Linked DNA regions of Sus scrofa: region 2 is linked to region 1. Evidence: chromatin contacts called from public HiChIP or PLAC-seq data. All regions are on one chromosome and are shown on one strand. Each heading gives the region's core, a stretch centred on a gene start, on an enhancer-like site or on the middle of the called end of the contact. The rest is flanking DNA. Distances are from core to core; before and after follow the strand shown. Region 1 has its middle 17 kb from the start of AHCY. Region 2 holds the start of ITCH (a long non-coding RNA gene).

Region 1 (7,716 bases), core at 1,377-3,876:
ATTGCCCATTAGCAATGTAAGAGTGATTCAGTTTCTCCACACCCTCTCCACCATTTGGGGTGTCACTGTTTTAGTTTAGCCATTTTGATAGATGTATAGTAATACTTCATTGTGATTTTAATTCGCATTTCCCTGATGTTGAACGTTTTTTTCATATGTATATTCACCATTTGTATAGCCTCTTTGGTGAAATATCTCTTTCATGTTTTTTGCCCATTTTCTTTTCTTTCTTTTTTTTTTTTTTTTTGTCTTTTGTCCTTTTAGGGCCATGCCTGCAGCATATAGGGGTTCCCGGGCTTAGGGTCTAATTGGCGCTACAGCTGCCAGCCTGCACCACAGCCATAGCAACGCCAGATCCGAGCTGCATCTGCAACCTACACCTTAGCTCACAGCAACGCTGGATCCTTTACCCATTGATTGAGGCCAGGGATTGAACCCACAACCTCATGGTTCCTAGTCAGATTCGTTTCCACTGCGCCATGACAGGAACTCATTTTTTTTTTTTTTGTCTTTTTGCTATTTCTTGGGCCGCTCCCGCCACATATGGGGGTTCCCAGGCTAGGGGTCTAATCGGAGCTGTAGCCACCGGCCTACGCCAGAGCCACAGCAACGCGGGATCTGAGCCGCGTCTGCAACCTACACCACAGCTTACGGCAACACTGGATCTTTAACCCACTGGGCAAGGCCAGGGATTGAACCTACAACCTCATGGTTCCTAGTCAGATTCGTTAACCACTGAGCCATGATGGGAACTCCTGCTTTGTCTTCTTGATAGATTGACTCTTTTATCATTATATGATGAAAAAGAAACAAAATAAATCAGGGAGGGAAAGAGATCTCTTATTAGTGCCAAATAAAGGTGGAATCCAGGCGCTCCCTGTGGTTTGGGGGTGGGGTGGGGGGTTAATAATTTTTCCTTTTAAGTTTACTATCAGACTGATAAAAATTAAAGTGTGATAACTGTTAGTTTTCTGTTGGTGAAGCTGTGGAGAAGCAGGTCCCTTCACGCATTGCTTTTCATGTTGTACATTGGTCCAGTTTTCATGAGCAACACTCTGTAATAGCTAACAAGATTACAAACTCACATACCCTTTGCCCAAGCAGTTCCACTTCTAGGAATTTATCCCAAAGATATGAGAACATGAGTTGAAATGACATTAAGAGCGAAAGATTGGAAATAGTCTAAACATCCACCAGTAGGATATTTTTTAAATAAATGATAATATTAGCTACAGGGTAGAATACTTTGGGTGGCCCCTTTTTAAAAAGGTGATGTTTATTTATAGATATGGAACAATCCATTGTCAAGACGAAATATTAAGTGAAGGAAAAAGAAAGGATTGGCAGAACAGTGGGCCTAGTATGTTATTGTGTAAAAAGAAAAAAAAACCTTGCAAATAGGTTTTTGCCTATTTTCATACATAGGCATGTAGATAAATAGATGCATACGTATCAGGCTGTGTTCACAAACAACTACTAACAGTGCTAGAGGAGGGGCTGTCCGCCCACTCTGCTGAAGGCCACAGGGGACAAATAATTGTCAGACCCCCCCTTCTCCCCAGCCTGGCGCCAGCAGCAGGCTCTGGGGAGGCTGAGGGGCCCGGGAAACAATGGGCAGAGACAGACCAGGCCCTGTGGCCTCATCGCCCGCCCTTTGAACCCGCCCTTTAGTTGTTTGCTTTTGCCGACATTTAGGTCCCCAGCTTGGAGGGTGGAGAGGGGCGGAGAGGGGCGGAGAGGGAAGGAGCCTGTCCATTGGCCAAGGGGCCCTCCCGACTGCCTTGCTCAGATTCGGGATTAATTGGGATGCTGAGGACAAGGATGTCTTCTTTGGGGGATGAGATAAAAGAATACAGTTCTGGGACACCCCCACTGCTCCACCCCATCAGGGTGTCTCCCCCTCTCCCCAGTTCCTTCCACGCCCCTAACTCCAGGCCCCCTCAAGTTTGTGAACTTCCCTTGGGTCCGCTTTGGCTTTGATGTCACTGCTGGGCAGTGGAGTACTGAAGCGGGGGTTTTCTTAGAGAGCTTGGAACAGCCTCTCCCCCACGCTGCCACTTAATGCTTCTCATCCCAGACCGCCACGTGGAAAGCACCCAATATTTGTGGAATGAATTAACACTCCCAGATGTCTGCCTAGGAGCCCGCGTTGTGGTGTTTCTCGTCTTCAGCCCTCAGACCTGGCTGTCTTTGGGATGGGGGTCACAAGCTCCCCAAGTCCGACTTATGTCCCCAACTGAGACTGGGTGTCCTCTTGACTCAATTCGCATTCCAGTCCAGGCTCCCATGATCCTGTTATACTAACACTTACTGGGAGCCTGGTCCAGGGACCCTAGGAACCCAGAGGTCTGGGATTTTACTTCTTCATTTCTCAGATGATCCTTTCCCTTGAGGAGAGATAGACACGGAACATGGGATGTTCTGAGAGCTTGAATCAGGGCTGCCCCGGGTCCGGAGGTCGTCCTGAAGTGGAGAAAGGACGAGTTCAGCCGACAAAGAGGAAGGAGGCTGCTCCCCAGCACGCTGCCCCTCTGCTGGGCTCCTTTTGTTGGGAGTCCCAACAGCACCCCCACCTCCGAACTGCCTCTCCGTCTGGAGCCCATCTTTACCCAGTAGTGCCAGGAGAGGGCACCCTGCTCCTAGCTTTGGCTTCAGCCTGCCGCACCCTGTGATCTCACATAAAACCCCTGGGAGATGGGCAACATTTTTAAATGTAGGACTTCCCATTGTGGCGCAGCGGAAACAAATCTGACTAGTAACCATGAGGTTGCAGGTTCAGTCCCTGGCTTTGCTGAGTGGGTTAAGGATCTGGTGCTGCTGTGAGCTGTGATGTAGGTCGCAGATGTGGCTTGGATCATGTGTTGCTGTGCCTGTGGCATAGGCCAGAGAGTGAAGCTCCAACTCAACCCTAGCCTGGGGGAACCTCCATATGTGCAGGTATGGCCCTTAAAAAAATGCACTTTATTGCTACCTCTCATAGAAGAAACTAAGGTTCAGAGAATTTTGATGGACATGGCTAGAGGGTAGTCTTTTGACTTGGTTTGAGTCTTTAGCCTGTGGAAGTATCTGCTCTGGGTATTGATAGTGACACCTAGAATAATGATATCAGTTAACATTTGAGTACTTCTTATGTGCCACTCTATAAGGTAGGTGCTGCAATTATACCCATCTTACAGATTTAAAAAAAACTGAGGCTTCTAGTTAGGAAGTGCCAATGATGTCTGGTCTAGAACCTCTGCTAATAAGCACAGTGCCACCCTGCTTTCCATAATGCCCTCCCCCACCACCCTACGTTCATTTGAGAGTGCTAGGACCCAAGAAGGAACAGGAAAAGACCTTGCTCCCCTAAGTGCCATCTTAGTGAGCATGTGTGTGTATGTGTGTATACGGTCATACAAACCCTTGCACATGTCCATTCACACCTGTATACATTCCCAAAAGCAAAAAGCAGGAAAAAAAAAAAAAAGCACCTGTATACATTCCCCACCGTCACACCCAAATACACACACACATATTTCACATTCTCACATACTGACACGTATTCAGACTCTTACCCACACTCTGTTGGGTTCAGCCGTTGACTGGGCTTTAACTAACTGCCAGGACCCTGAGGCCCAAGGGAGCTTCAGCCAGTGATGTGTAAACTCTGTGTGATGCTCCGCTCCTCCCTTCTTCTTCCCTTGCATTCATTCCAAAAACATTGCTGGGAATCGCTCAGTGGAACACCAGTGGGTGACTCAGACCTGGCCCCTGCCTTCAAGGAGCTTCCTTCCTGTGACAGCCACTCCCACACAGATCATCCATGCTGGGACAGGTCTGAGCAGAGTGTCCAGAGTGGACAGAGGGGTCAGCCTGGGGCTGTGGAGGTTTCTCAGAGGAAAAGGTACCCACTTGGGTCTTCAGAAAAAGCTAGGCAGAAAAAGCAGGAAGAAACTGTCCAGGGGTGGGAACATTTGCACAAAAGGGGGGAAAAATAGCACCTCACATCATGAACTGTTTTAAATCCTTTAAGTAGATTATCCCATTTAACCACCTCAACAACCCTGTGGGATAAAATCATTATTTACTGCATTTTATAGATAAGAAAACTGAGGGTGAAAGGCCTCAGAGTAAAGATCAGAACCCAGCTCTTCCTTGCTCAGGGCCGAGGCTCTTGGCCCCAGAGCCCTGCTGCTTTGGCTGTGACCACTTCTGCTTCCCACACATATTCACCCTTCTTCTCTTTCCCTCTACAACTGAAGGGGACACTCATAGGTGCACCGATATAGTGTCACCCTCCCTCTCCCTCCAAAACTTATCTAAATAAGGTGCTTCCTTTATCCAATGTGCAGTGCTCTTCTGCCCAAGAACTTACAGGTAGAGTGCCCTTAGGGATCACACAGTTTTGTTTTGTTTTTGACCCACAGATTTAGAAAATGTGTTATATGTGCCCCTAACTTTTTTTTCCTTTTAAAGATTGTTTTGTATTATACTTGGTTTACAAGGCCCCTAACTTCTTCACAGAGGATTGAAAGCTCAGAAGGCTGTGAATTCCTCCAGAGCAGCTGCCAAAGTTTGGGCATCTCAGGATCCCAGCATCCCAGCCTCCCAGCATCCAGGCCTGCCCCAGGACTGCTGCCTGGTTAAGGTTTGTGGACTGGAATGGATGATGCATAAATTTAAGCAAAGGTTTGAACACAGTAATCCTTGGGATGTTTGCCCTGTAGCTGTTTTCTGATATTTTGAGTTAGTTGCCATTCACTTTAATTGGGAGATTTCATATGGAAAGCTGTATTTCTAGCTTCTCTTGAAAAATTATCAGGGAGTTCCTGATGTGGTACAGTTGTTAAGGATCTGGAGTTGCCTCAGCTGAGGCTCAGATTCAGTTCCTGGCCTGGGAACTTCTAGGAGTGTGGCTGGAAAATCCTTGGCATGCACAAGTTCCCAGGCCACAGATCAAACCCATGCCATGGCAGTGACCCAAGCCACTGCAGGGACAATGCCAGATTCTTTACCTGCTGGGCCATAAGGGAACTCCTCGTTGTCCTCTTTAGATTGTATATAAACTCTCCAGGCCAACATATATCCTCCCTGGCCCACTTCGGTTTTTCTGCCAGTCTCATCTCTGATTTTTCTCAATGGTCCAGGATCATCCTAATGAACATTGGTTGTCATTCTCCTTTGCATTGCACCCACTGAGTTGTTTGCCCCTATGCTAGATGCCTCTACATTGCATGACCTCCTGAATTCTTTGTTAGTTACAATTTATCTATCTTCCGGTTGCCACTCAGGATCCTAAAATACAAGCACAATAATAATAATCCCTTAGGAGTTCCCTGGTGGCTCAGCAGGTTAAGGAACCAGCATTGTCACAGCTGTGGATAGGATCACTGCTGTAGCAAAGATTCAACCCCTGGTTCAGGAACCTCCACATACCATGGGTATGCCCCCCCCAAAATTAATAATAAACTCAAGCTTCTGGGATGGATCCTTATATCCTTCTAATAAGGTGGATAGGACTGAGATCCTTATGCATATTAATTACAGAAGAGGAATCTGAGGGATGAGCACTTGCCTGAAGCATCACAGAGTCAGCAATGGATGAGAGCAAGCCTGGGGCTTGAAGAGCTCACAGATAAGGATATTGATGAGTCAGTGGTCATGTGGTGTGAGGATCAGATGATCAAGGTTGTGCTCTGAGATCCTGGATCTTGGAAGTTGAAGAGGAGGGTCCAGAAGGAGAATAAAGGGCTTGGCATCACCTCCCCCATGATGGTATAGGCTAGTTGTGGGTAATTTCTGCCCTGGCATCTGGTATCTATTGCTATGTAACAAATCATCTAGGATTACTGGCTTAAAACAACAACAATCATTTATTATTACTATCTTTTGGATTAGGGAGTTGATTGGACAGGCAGTTCAGCTGGGCAGTTTTTAAATTTTTTTAATTTTTTGCTTTTTTTTTTTTTTGGCTTTTTAGGGCTGCAACCAGGGCATATGGAAATTCCCAGGCTAGGAGTCAAATTGGAGCTGCAGCTGCTGGCTTATGCCACAGCTACAACAATGCAGGATCCAAACCAAGTCTGCAGCCTACACCACAGTCTCACAGCAATGCCAGATCCCTGACCTGCTGAGTGAGCCTAGGGATCGAACCTATATCCTCAAGGATACTTGTTGGATTCGTTTCCACTGCACCACAGTGGGAACTCCCTGGCCAGGCAATTGTTTTGTCAGGGTGTCTGTGCTTGCAGTTAGCCAGTGGCTGGGATTGTGTCATCTTGAGGACTCTTCACTCACATGATGGCCAGTTGATGGGACTTTCAGCTGGGATCTCCATGGGACTGTCAGCAGGAAACCAGTACTTGGCTTCTCCATGTGCCCTGGTTTCCTCATAGTATATTAGCTGAATACAGGTCGACTATGCCAAGGGAAAAAGCCAGACAGGAGTTATATCACCTTTTTAAAAAAAAAAAACCTCATCTTTTAAGGAGTTCCCGCTGTGGCTCAGTGGAAACAAATCTGACTAAACCGTGAGGATGCAGATTCCATCCCTGGCTTCGCTCAGTGGGTTAAGGATCCAGCACTGTCATGAGCTGTGTTATAGGTAGCAGATGCGGCTTGGGTCTGGCGTTGCTGTGGTGTAGGCCAGGAGCTATAGCTCTGATTTGACCCATAGCCTGGGAACCTCCATATGCCATGGGTGTGGCCCTAACAAAAACAAAAAAACCCCCAAACTAGTCTTTTTAAAAACTTTTTCTAGCTTTATTCTGATATAATTGTCGTAAACATTGTCTAAGTGCAAGGTGTACAATATGATGATTTGATACACGTATTGTGTACGTGTGGAATGAGTACCACCATAAGATTAGTTCACACATTATTCACCTCACATAATTACCGGTAATTTTTTGTTGTAGTGTTGCGAACCTTTAAGATCTACTCTCTTATCAACTTTCAAGTATACGATACAGTATTGTTAACTATAGTCATATGCTGTGCCTTAGGTCCTCAGAACATATTCACCTTATAACTGGAGTTTATATTCTTTGACCAGTGTCTTCCCAGTGCTTCAACCCCCATCCCTCCAGAATGGCAACCACCATTCTACTCTGTTTCTATTAACTTGATGTTTTTATTTTTATTTTTTGCCACACCCAAAGCATGTGGAAGTTCCCGGGACAAGGATCAAACGTGCACCACAGCAACGACTCAAGCTGTGGCAGTGACAACACCACATCCTTAACCCGCTGTGGTACAAGGGAACACCAAATTTGACATTTTTAGATTCCACTTGTAAGACCAGACAATATTTGTCTTTCTCTTTCTGATGTATTTCACTTAGAATAATACTGTTAAAGTCCATCCATGTTGTCCCAAGTGGCATGATTTCCTTCTTTCTCTCTCTCTCTTTTTTTTTAATGATTTTTATTTTTTTCCATGATAGCTGGTTTACAGTGTTCTGTCAATTTTATACTGTACAGCAAGGTGACCCAGTCACACACACATATATGCATTCTTTTTTCTCACATTATCATGCTCCATCACAAGTAAGGAGATAGAGTTCCCAGCACAATACAGCAGGATCTCATTGCTTATCCATTCTAAAGGCAACAGTTTGCATCTATTAACCCCAAACTCCCAGTCCACCCCACTCCCTCCCCATCCCCCTTGGCAACCACAGATCTGTTCTCCATGTCCATGATTTTCTTTTCTGTGGAAAGGTTCATTCGTGCCATG
Region 2 (7,716 bases), core at 3,803-6,302, 50 kb after region 1:
GGCATATGGAGGGTCCCAGGCTAGGCATCGAATCGAAGCTGTAGCTGCTGGCCTACACCATAGCCATAGCAACGCCAGATCTAAGCCGCGTCTGCAACTTTCACCACAGCTCACAGCAACGCTGGATCCTTAACCCGCTGGCCAGGGATCGAACTCACAGCCTCATGGTTTCTGGTCGATTTGTTTCCGCTGCACCATGATGGGAACTCTCAAAACAGTCTTAAAGAGGGAAAATGATGAGCCACAATTTCAGGTCTTAAGTGGTTTCTTGGGATCTGATCAGAGGCTCCCAAAAGCCCCATCCAGTGTCTTCTCTCCATCAACTAGAGTTCTGCCACTTTTCAAGTCTTCCCTGCCTCTGGCAGCTGAAGGCAGAATGGCTCCAGGGAAGAGGGGGTCAGCAGCGTGACTAGCAGCATGACTAAGTGTTCTGCAGGGAAAGCCAGTAAGTGACAGGTGGCCTGTGGGCTGCTGGGGGTTCTCTTCCTACTCCTTCCAGCTCTGCATCCCTGCTTCCTTCTCTCCTCAGAGGCCTGGGAAACTGCTTCCCTTGCTGGTGGAGGCCTTTCCCAGGCTCTAGCAGGGCTGACCTGTCCCAGACTGACCTGGCTGTCCAAGGCAGGAGGAGAGTATAAGTGACTCAAAGCTTTTTTTAGCCACCAGTCCTGCATTCTCACCAGGCCAAGGCTAGACTGGCTTTTAGATCAAGGAACCTGGGAGCCAGAGCCACACAGCCTGGGAGATGAGGAAATGCCCAGGCTGGGATCCTCTGCCCTCACCAATTCAGCTTCTCTTTGGAGAACCGCCAACTAAACACCTACCCTGGATTACCCTGGATTTCCTAGAATCTTTACAACATCCTAGGGGGTAGAATCTATTATTCTCATTTAGAGATTTGGTCACCAAGGTTTAGGGAATTTCTCTAAGACCCCTGAAGCAATTTTTTTCCCTTTTTCAGCTGCACCCGTAGCATATGGAAGTTTCTGGGCCAGGGACAGAACCTATGCTACAGCCACAACCAGAGCCACATGCTGGATCCTTAACCCACTGAGCCAGCTGGGAATTCCAAGAAGCCTGAATTATTAATTCTGCTAGGTTCTGCCTCTCAGATCAGAGCTAATGCACCCTATATAAATAAAATGAGTATGCATGTATACCAGCACCCAGATCAAGACACAATTTTTTTTTTTTTTGCCTTTTTCAGGGCTGCACCAATGGCATATGTAGGATCCCAGGTTAGGGGTTGAATTGGAGCTACAGCTGCCGGCCTATTCCACAGCCACAGCAACATCAGATCTGAATTGCATCTGTGACCTATACCACAGCTCACGACGGTGTCAGATCCTTAACTCACTGAGCGAGGCCAGGGAGCAAACCAGAGTCCTCACGGATACTAGTTGGTATCGTTACCACTGAGCGGCAATGGGAACTCCAAGACACAGGATATTTTTTATCAGGCTTAAGAAGCTTCTTTGTGTCTCCTTTCTGGTATTAACTCTCCTCTAAGGTAATCACTCTTCTGACTTCAAACACCATACATTAGTTTTGCCTGATATTATACAATTTTTTTTTTGGTCTTTTTGCTATTTCTTTGGGCCGCTCCCGCGACATATGGAGGTTCCCAGGCTAGGGGTCCAATCGGAGCTGTAGCCACCGGCCTACACCAGAGCCACAGCAATGCGGGATCCGAGCTGTGTCTGCAACCTACACCACAGCTCAGGTCAACGCCGGATCGTTAACCCACTGAGCAAGGGCAGGGACCAAACCCGCAACCTCATGGTTCCCAGTCGAATTTGTTAACCACTGCGCCACGACGGGAACTTCTGATATTATACAATTTAAAAATTGTAGATAAAGACAGAATCTGGAGCCAGAGAACTTTGGTTTTTTTTGTTTGTTTGTTTTTAAAATTTTTATTGAAATTTAATTTACAACGTGTGTTGAGCCAGAGGACTTTGGTTAGACCTCTGGTTCCTGGTTGAATGAACTTGAACCACCCATCTAATTTCCTTGCGACTCCTTTTTTTATTTTTTGGTATAATGGGCACAAAAATACCTCATATCTTAAAGGCACACTGTGTTCGCCAATCTCTCCCAGTGATAAGAATAGGGAGTTCCTCCGTAAGGACCCTTCATTGTCATTGCAGCAGCTTCCATTGCTACTTCAGGGAGGGCTTGATCCTTGGCCCTGGGAACTTTTGCATACTGTGGGAGTAGCCAAAAAGAAAAAAAAAAAAAAAATCACCTGGGGCAAGAGTTAAAAACCCACATTCCTCCAGAGCATACATTCCTTTTTTTTTTTTTTTTTCTGGTCTTTTCGTCTTTTCTAGGGCCACACCTGCGGCCTATGGAGGTTCCCAGGTTCCCAGGCTAGGGGTCTAATTGGAGCTGTAGCCACTGGCCTACACCACAGCCACAGCAATGCCAGGTCCAAGCCAAGTTTGCAACCTATACCACAGCTCGTGGCAACGCCGGGTCCTTAACCCACTGAGCAAGGCCAGGGATCAAACCCGAAACCTCATGGTTCCTAGTTGGATTTGTTAACCACTGTGCCACAGCGGGAACTCCTGCATACATTTTTTTTTTTTGTCTTTTTGCTATTTCTTGGGCCACTCCCGCGGCATATGGAGGTTCCCAGGCTAGGGGTCCAATCGGAGCCGTAGCCACCAGCCTATGCCAGAGCCACAGCAACGCAGGATCTAAGCCGCGTCTGCAACCTACACCACAGCTCACGGCAACGCCGGATCGTTAACCCACTGAGCAAGGGCAGGGACCGAACCCACAACCTCATGGTTCCTAGTCGGATTTGTTAACCACTGCGCCACGACGGGAACTCCCCTGCATACATTTTTAATAGGACAAAAATTAGGTGAGAGTAGAGAGGAAATTAAAAAAAAAGTTTTTATTTAAGAGTTCCTGTTGTGGCTCAGTGGTAACGAACCTTACTAATATCCATGAAGATGCGGGTTCAATCCCTGGCCTCACTCAGTGGTTTAAAGGATCCAGTGTTGCCATGAGATCCAGTGTTGCCATGAGCTGTGGTGTAGGTCGAAGACACCACTGGGATCCCTTGTTGCTATGGCAGTGGCTGTTGTGTAGGCCTGAGGCTACAGCTATAATTTAACCCCTGGCCTGGGAACTTCCATATGCTGTGGGTGTGGCCCTAAGAAGACAAAAAAATTTTTTTTAATATAAAAGCACAGATATGTATGGCACATAAATCGATAAACAGTATGTTTGTGATATTAAAATTTCATGGGGGAATTTAGGGAAAAAGTGTTTAAAAATGTTCCTTACAGAGATGATAATTTTTTTCTTTTTTTTGCTTTTTTTAGTGCCGCACTGAAGGCATATGGAGATTGTCAGGCTAGGAGTCGAATTGGAGCTGTAGCTGCCGGCCTACACCACAGCTCACAGCAATGCTGGATCCTTAACCCACTGAGCGAGGCCAGGAATTGAACCTGAAACCTCATGGTTCCTAATCAGATTCGTGTTCACTGCACCACTGCGGGAACTCCCAGAAATGATAACTTCAAAAGGGAAGTGTTGAGAAACACTGCCCTACCGCAACCACAAGTGATTCTCCAAGTGTGTTCTGAGGTTAAAAAATGCAAATCATGAGGCCCAGCCCAGAGTTTCTGAATTGGAAATTCTAGGGGTGGGGCCCAGCAATAGACGGTTTAACAAGTCCTTCAGGTGATTTTGATGGGCACTAGAGTTTGAGAACCTCTACCCTACACAGTCTGAATAGGGAGGGTTATGGGACTCTGTACCTTTTTTTTTTTTTTTTTTTTGGCCACGCCTGCAGCATGCATAAATTCTTGAATCTAAACCACAGCTGTGACCCGAGCCACAGCAGTGACAACATTGGATCCTGCTAAGCCATCAGGGCACTCTCAGGAATCTTTTTTCTTTTCCCTAGGAATCTGTCTTTAACCAGCTCTCCTGAAGTACACTGCAGGAAACACTGATATGGAGAATTCGAAAGTAATTTGAAAAGTGTAAGTGACTTTCCAGATGGTAAAATAAAATTTTCTTTAGGAGGGAAAACACGCTAAACAGTAATAGCAAAGGTCACTTTGTTGTGCCTCTGAGTCTACCCGCATAGCCTACTAATTCTCACAAACAATCCATGACGGAAGAGGATGGACTCAGGAGCCAGACTGCTTGGGTTCTTATCCAGCTTGTGACTTGGTTTGTGCATCTGTAAAGTGAGGAAAATGAAGGTACTTCCACTGTAGATTTGTTGGGAGGATTAAAGAAGCTTATTGATCAGCATTTAGAATACCTGCTTATGTTGGCACCACTTCCGTGTAGTGATTTTCATCACCTCTAAAAGCACCTTGTTAAAACATGGGTTTGAGCCCAATGAATTTAACTCTCGAGTGTACTTTTTTTTTTTTTTTTTTTTTTTTTGGTCTTTTTGCCTTTTCTAGGGCGAGCGGCGTGTGGAGGTTCCCAGGCTAGGGTCGAATCGGAGGAATCGGAGCCGTAGCCACCGGCCGATGCCAGAGCCACAGCAACGCGGGATCCGAGCCGAGTCTGCAACCTACACCACAGCTCACGGCAACGCCGGATCGTTAACCCACTGAGCAGGGCCAGGGATCGAACCCGCAACCTCATGGTTCCTAGTCAGATTTGTTAACCACTGCGCGCCACGACGGGAACTCCTCGAGAGTACTTTCTTAAGGACTAAGTTATAGTTCAGTGGTTCTCAAAATGTGATTACACACCAGCAGCACACCAGAGAGATCGTTAGAAATGCCAATTATTAAAATTATTAGATTCTATCCCAAATGTGCTCAATTAGAAACTCCGGGGGTGGGGTCTAGTAGTCAAAGTTTTAAGTAGCCCTTCAGGTGATTCTGATGCACACTAGCTTGGGATCAGCAGCTACAAGTCTTTAGAGGTTCTGGTGAGTAGCTGGGAGGGTTTTTTGAAATGCCTGGAAGTCATCCATGAGTCCTTCCCACCTGGGTGAGAGCAAACTTCGATTTAGCGGCGCTCACCAGCCTTGCCAGCTATTCTTGCCCGCAGCTGGCTAGTGCGCAAGGCCTTCTGGGGCTTGTAGTCGGGATCGCGCCCAAGCCAGAGACGCCTGCGCGTTGGCCGCCAACTCGCTCTATTAGCTGCGGTTGGGGCTCGGGACCGGCTGCCATCTTAGTCGAGGGAGTGAAGAGTCGTCGCCGCCCCGAGTCCTGGTAAAAATCCCCGGGCGGACCGGAGGCAGTTCTGGGGAGAGGGAAGGTCCTGGATGAGAGTGTCCAAGGCGAGCAAGGGGTAGAGGAGTGCGGCGCGCTTGCCGGGACCCCACAGCCGCGGCTGCCTCCTCTTCCCTCAGAGCCGGTGCCCGTGGGGGGCGCGGGGAGCTCGGGCTAGTGGCAGGGGCCTGGCGGGGGTGGGTTGGCCGGACGCGCCGAGCGGCCACTGCTGGGCTCAGGCGTCTGGAAGCCCCTCGCCTCGCGGGCGCCCAGTTGTGAAAGGACTGGGCCGCCGCGGCGGGCGCCAGCAGGGTCCGGCCCGGTACCCCTCAGCCCCGCCCGGGGGCCACTCTCCGGCGGCCCGGCCTACGCGCGGGGCCCGGTGGCAGCAGCCGGCGCGAGCGACGTGGCCCTGCAAGGGGCGGCGGCCGGGCCCACCTGCAAGCCACTGCCCTTCCCGAGACTTTTCGGAGCCCCCAGTCTCGAGGGGCCCAGCACAGCGGCTGCCGCCTTTCTCTTTTGCACTCCCCTCCTCCCTCCATTGTCCCCCATCGTGGTGGTCCCGGCACCGGCTCCCTCCTCCGCGCCCACTACCGCCGCCGCCCCGACCCAGCCGGCGCCTCCCGGCGCTGAGTTTTGCAGACGTGGAGCTGTCACTGTCCTTCCTCTTGAGAGTGCCCTTTTCTTTAGCGGAGAAAGGAAAAAAGTAGCCGTGAACGTGTTCTAAGGGTCGAAAGGTGTTTGAGGGCAGACTTAGTGGGCACTAGTGGGGAACTCAAGTTTTCAGACTTAGCTTCGGGCCGATGCTGAGAGAGAGATAAACACTGGGTCTGTGGGCCCCAGGTAAACGTTGGGCCTAAAGTTGGCGATGTAACCAGATGAATTTTGCAAACCACACGAAATTCATAGTTCTCCAGTAATAAGTCAACATGTTTCTTTGGTTATATTCGTATCTTGATCTTGTTAGCTTTTCTGCCATTCTAGAGCTTAAGAATGCCTTGTGAGTGTGAGGTGGGGAAGGAAGAATGGAATTTTTCTTTGAAAATTAATGAGGCACTGGAGCCAGGCATATGTTATTATACTTAGCTGGGGTCTTGCATGAATTCGAATACAACCAGATCTTAAGAAAGTGCTAAAAGCAGTATATTTCCATCTCACAACGGAATAAAGATTTCTCAGCCTGTATAAAGTTTTCATGACAGATCTGGTGAGAACCTGCACTGTTTATTCATAGATTTATTCAAGGTGTAATTACTTCATCTTTAAGATTTAGAAATGAAGGTGGAAATTCAGCTGCTTTTTTGAGCAGTGTAAGTTTTGGGGTTTGAGTCCCAAAGGAATTCCTTCATCTTCATCATGAGTCAAGTCAGCAGGGATATGATATGATATGAAATAAACAAGTGCAGAATACTTCTTCAGTTTATTCTAGAGTTAACTCTATATTCATTAAAGAAACATCTTTACCCCTATTGGAATAGACAAACCAGTAGCCCCTAAATTTGATCATTACAATAACTAGGGGAGTTTTTTAAAAGTGGAAATACCAGAGATTCATTTCCTGAGATCGATTTGATACTTTTGATTTAACCTTGACAAATTTATTTTTTAAACTTGCCTCAGGCAGTTCTATTGGTCTTGGGAACCACTGAGACTAACAATGTGTTCAAACCAAAAAGCTTTGATAGGAAAGAGGAAGTAGCCAGTTCTGTTTGGGTTGACCTTGGAAAGGAGGAAGGATCTGCCCCTGGACCTAAGTTATGTCTTAGTTGATGAGTAGGAGTGTGATTGTGATGGGGAAAGGAAAGGACAGGGGAGGCAGAGGAAACTTGTTAATATTGTGTGTAAATGCAGAGAATTGTGGATGAAAAAGGGAGCAAAGAGTGGAATGGGGAAGGAGAGCGATGTGTATATGAGGCCAGAAAGGTAAAAGGAGGCAACGATATGAAAAGTTCTATGTGTAATGCAAAAAAACTTGTTTTATGTTGTTAGCAAAAGATACAGATTTTTAAACAGGGAAGTTATGTGAGTACATTTGCTTTAGAAAGATTCCTCTGGCGATTAAGAGTGAAAGGATGGAAGAGTGGCTATTGTAGAAGTCTAGGTGAGAAGTGAAAAGGCTTGACCTTGGAGAGAGGCTGTGGGGATGATCACAGGATTGGATTGAATTCCTCACTTGTGCAATTTTGTTGCCCTTTTTCTGTATGAGGATTTTTTTTTTTTTTTTTTTTTAGGGCCAGCCCAGGTAAAGGGCTGTTTTCTATCAGAAGAACCCATTAGCAAAAGTAAATATATTGCCAGGTTATATATGTTAATGATACCAGAATGTATTGTTCAGTAGCATCCTGAAAAATTAGTATCAGATCAGTTGCAATTTGGAGGAAAATTTGGAGATTAGACTGAAATTTATGACATTGCTTTAAGCTTGTTTCAAGTGTTTTTCTCCAACCCTCAGAAACTTGGTATTAGAATTTTAGAGCTGGAAGATATTGTAAAAATTTATCTAGTCCACAGTGGC

Evidence for each region. HiChIP or PLAC-seq counts read pairs in DNA pulled down with a chosen protein or histone mark.
Region 2: a contact with region 1 is called in an H3K27ac HiChIP or PLAC-seq map of alveolar macrophages, with 5 times the contacts expected there. The contact joins the promoter of ITCH here to the enhancer-like site in region 1. A contact is called at or near these places in 2 of 5 promoter capture datasets (fetal liver and liver), 12 of 47 Hi-C or Micro-C datasets (blood, embryonic fibroblasts, epiblast stem cells and 5 more) and 2 of 2 datasets of contacts at active chromatin or transcription factors (alveolar macrophages and skeletal muscle).

The regions. Positions count from the first base shown.
Region 1 is chr17:37,757,700-37,765,415 of Sscrofa11.1, forward strand. No RefSeq gene overlaps it. Among named protein-coding and RNA genes, the nearest start is that of AHCY, 17 kb to the left of the region's middle. Within about 2 kb of position 2,627, at least 23 of the 83 cell types and tissues checked have an H3K27ac peak or open chromatin away from gene starts, as enhancers often do. A contact at or near this core is called in alveolar macrophages, epiblast stem cells, fetal liver and 2 more, where this site is marked.
Region 2 is chr17:37,805,061-37,812,776 of Sscrofa11.1, forward strand. It overlaps ITCH (a long non-coding RNA gene), which reads left to right and starts at 5,053. Exons shown (of 25, transcript XR_002340135.1): 1 at 5,053-5,201.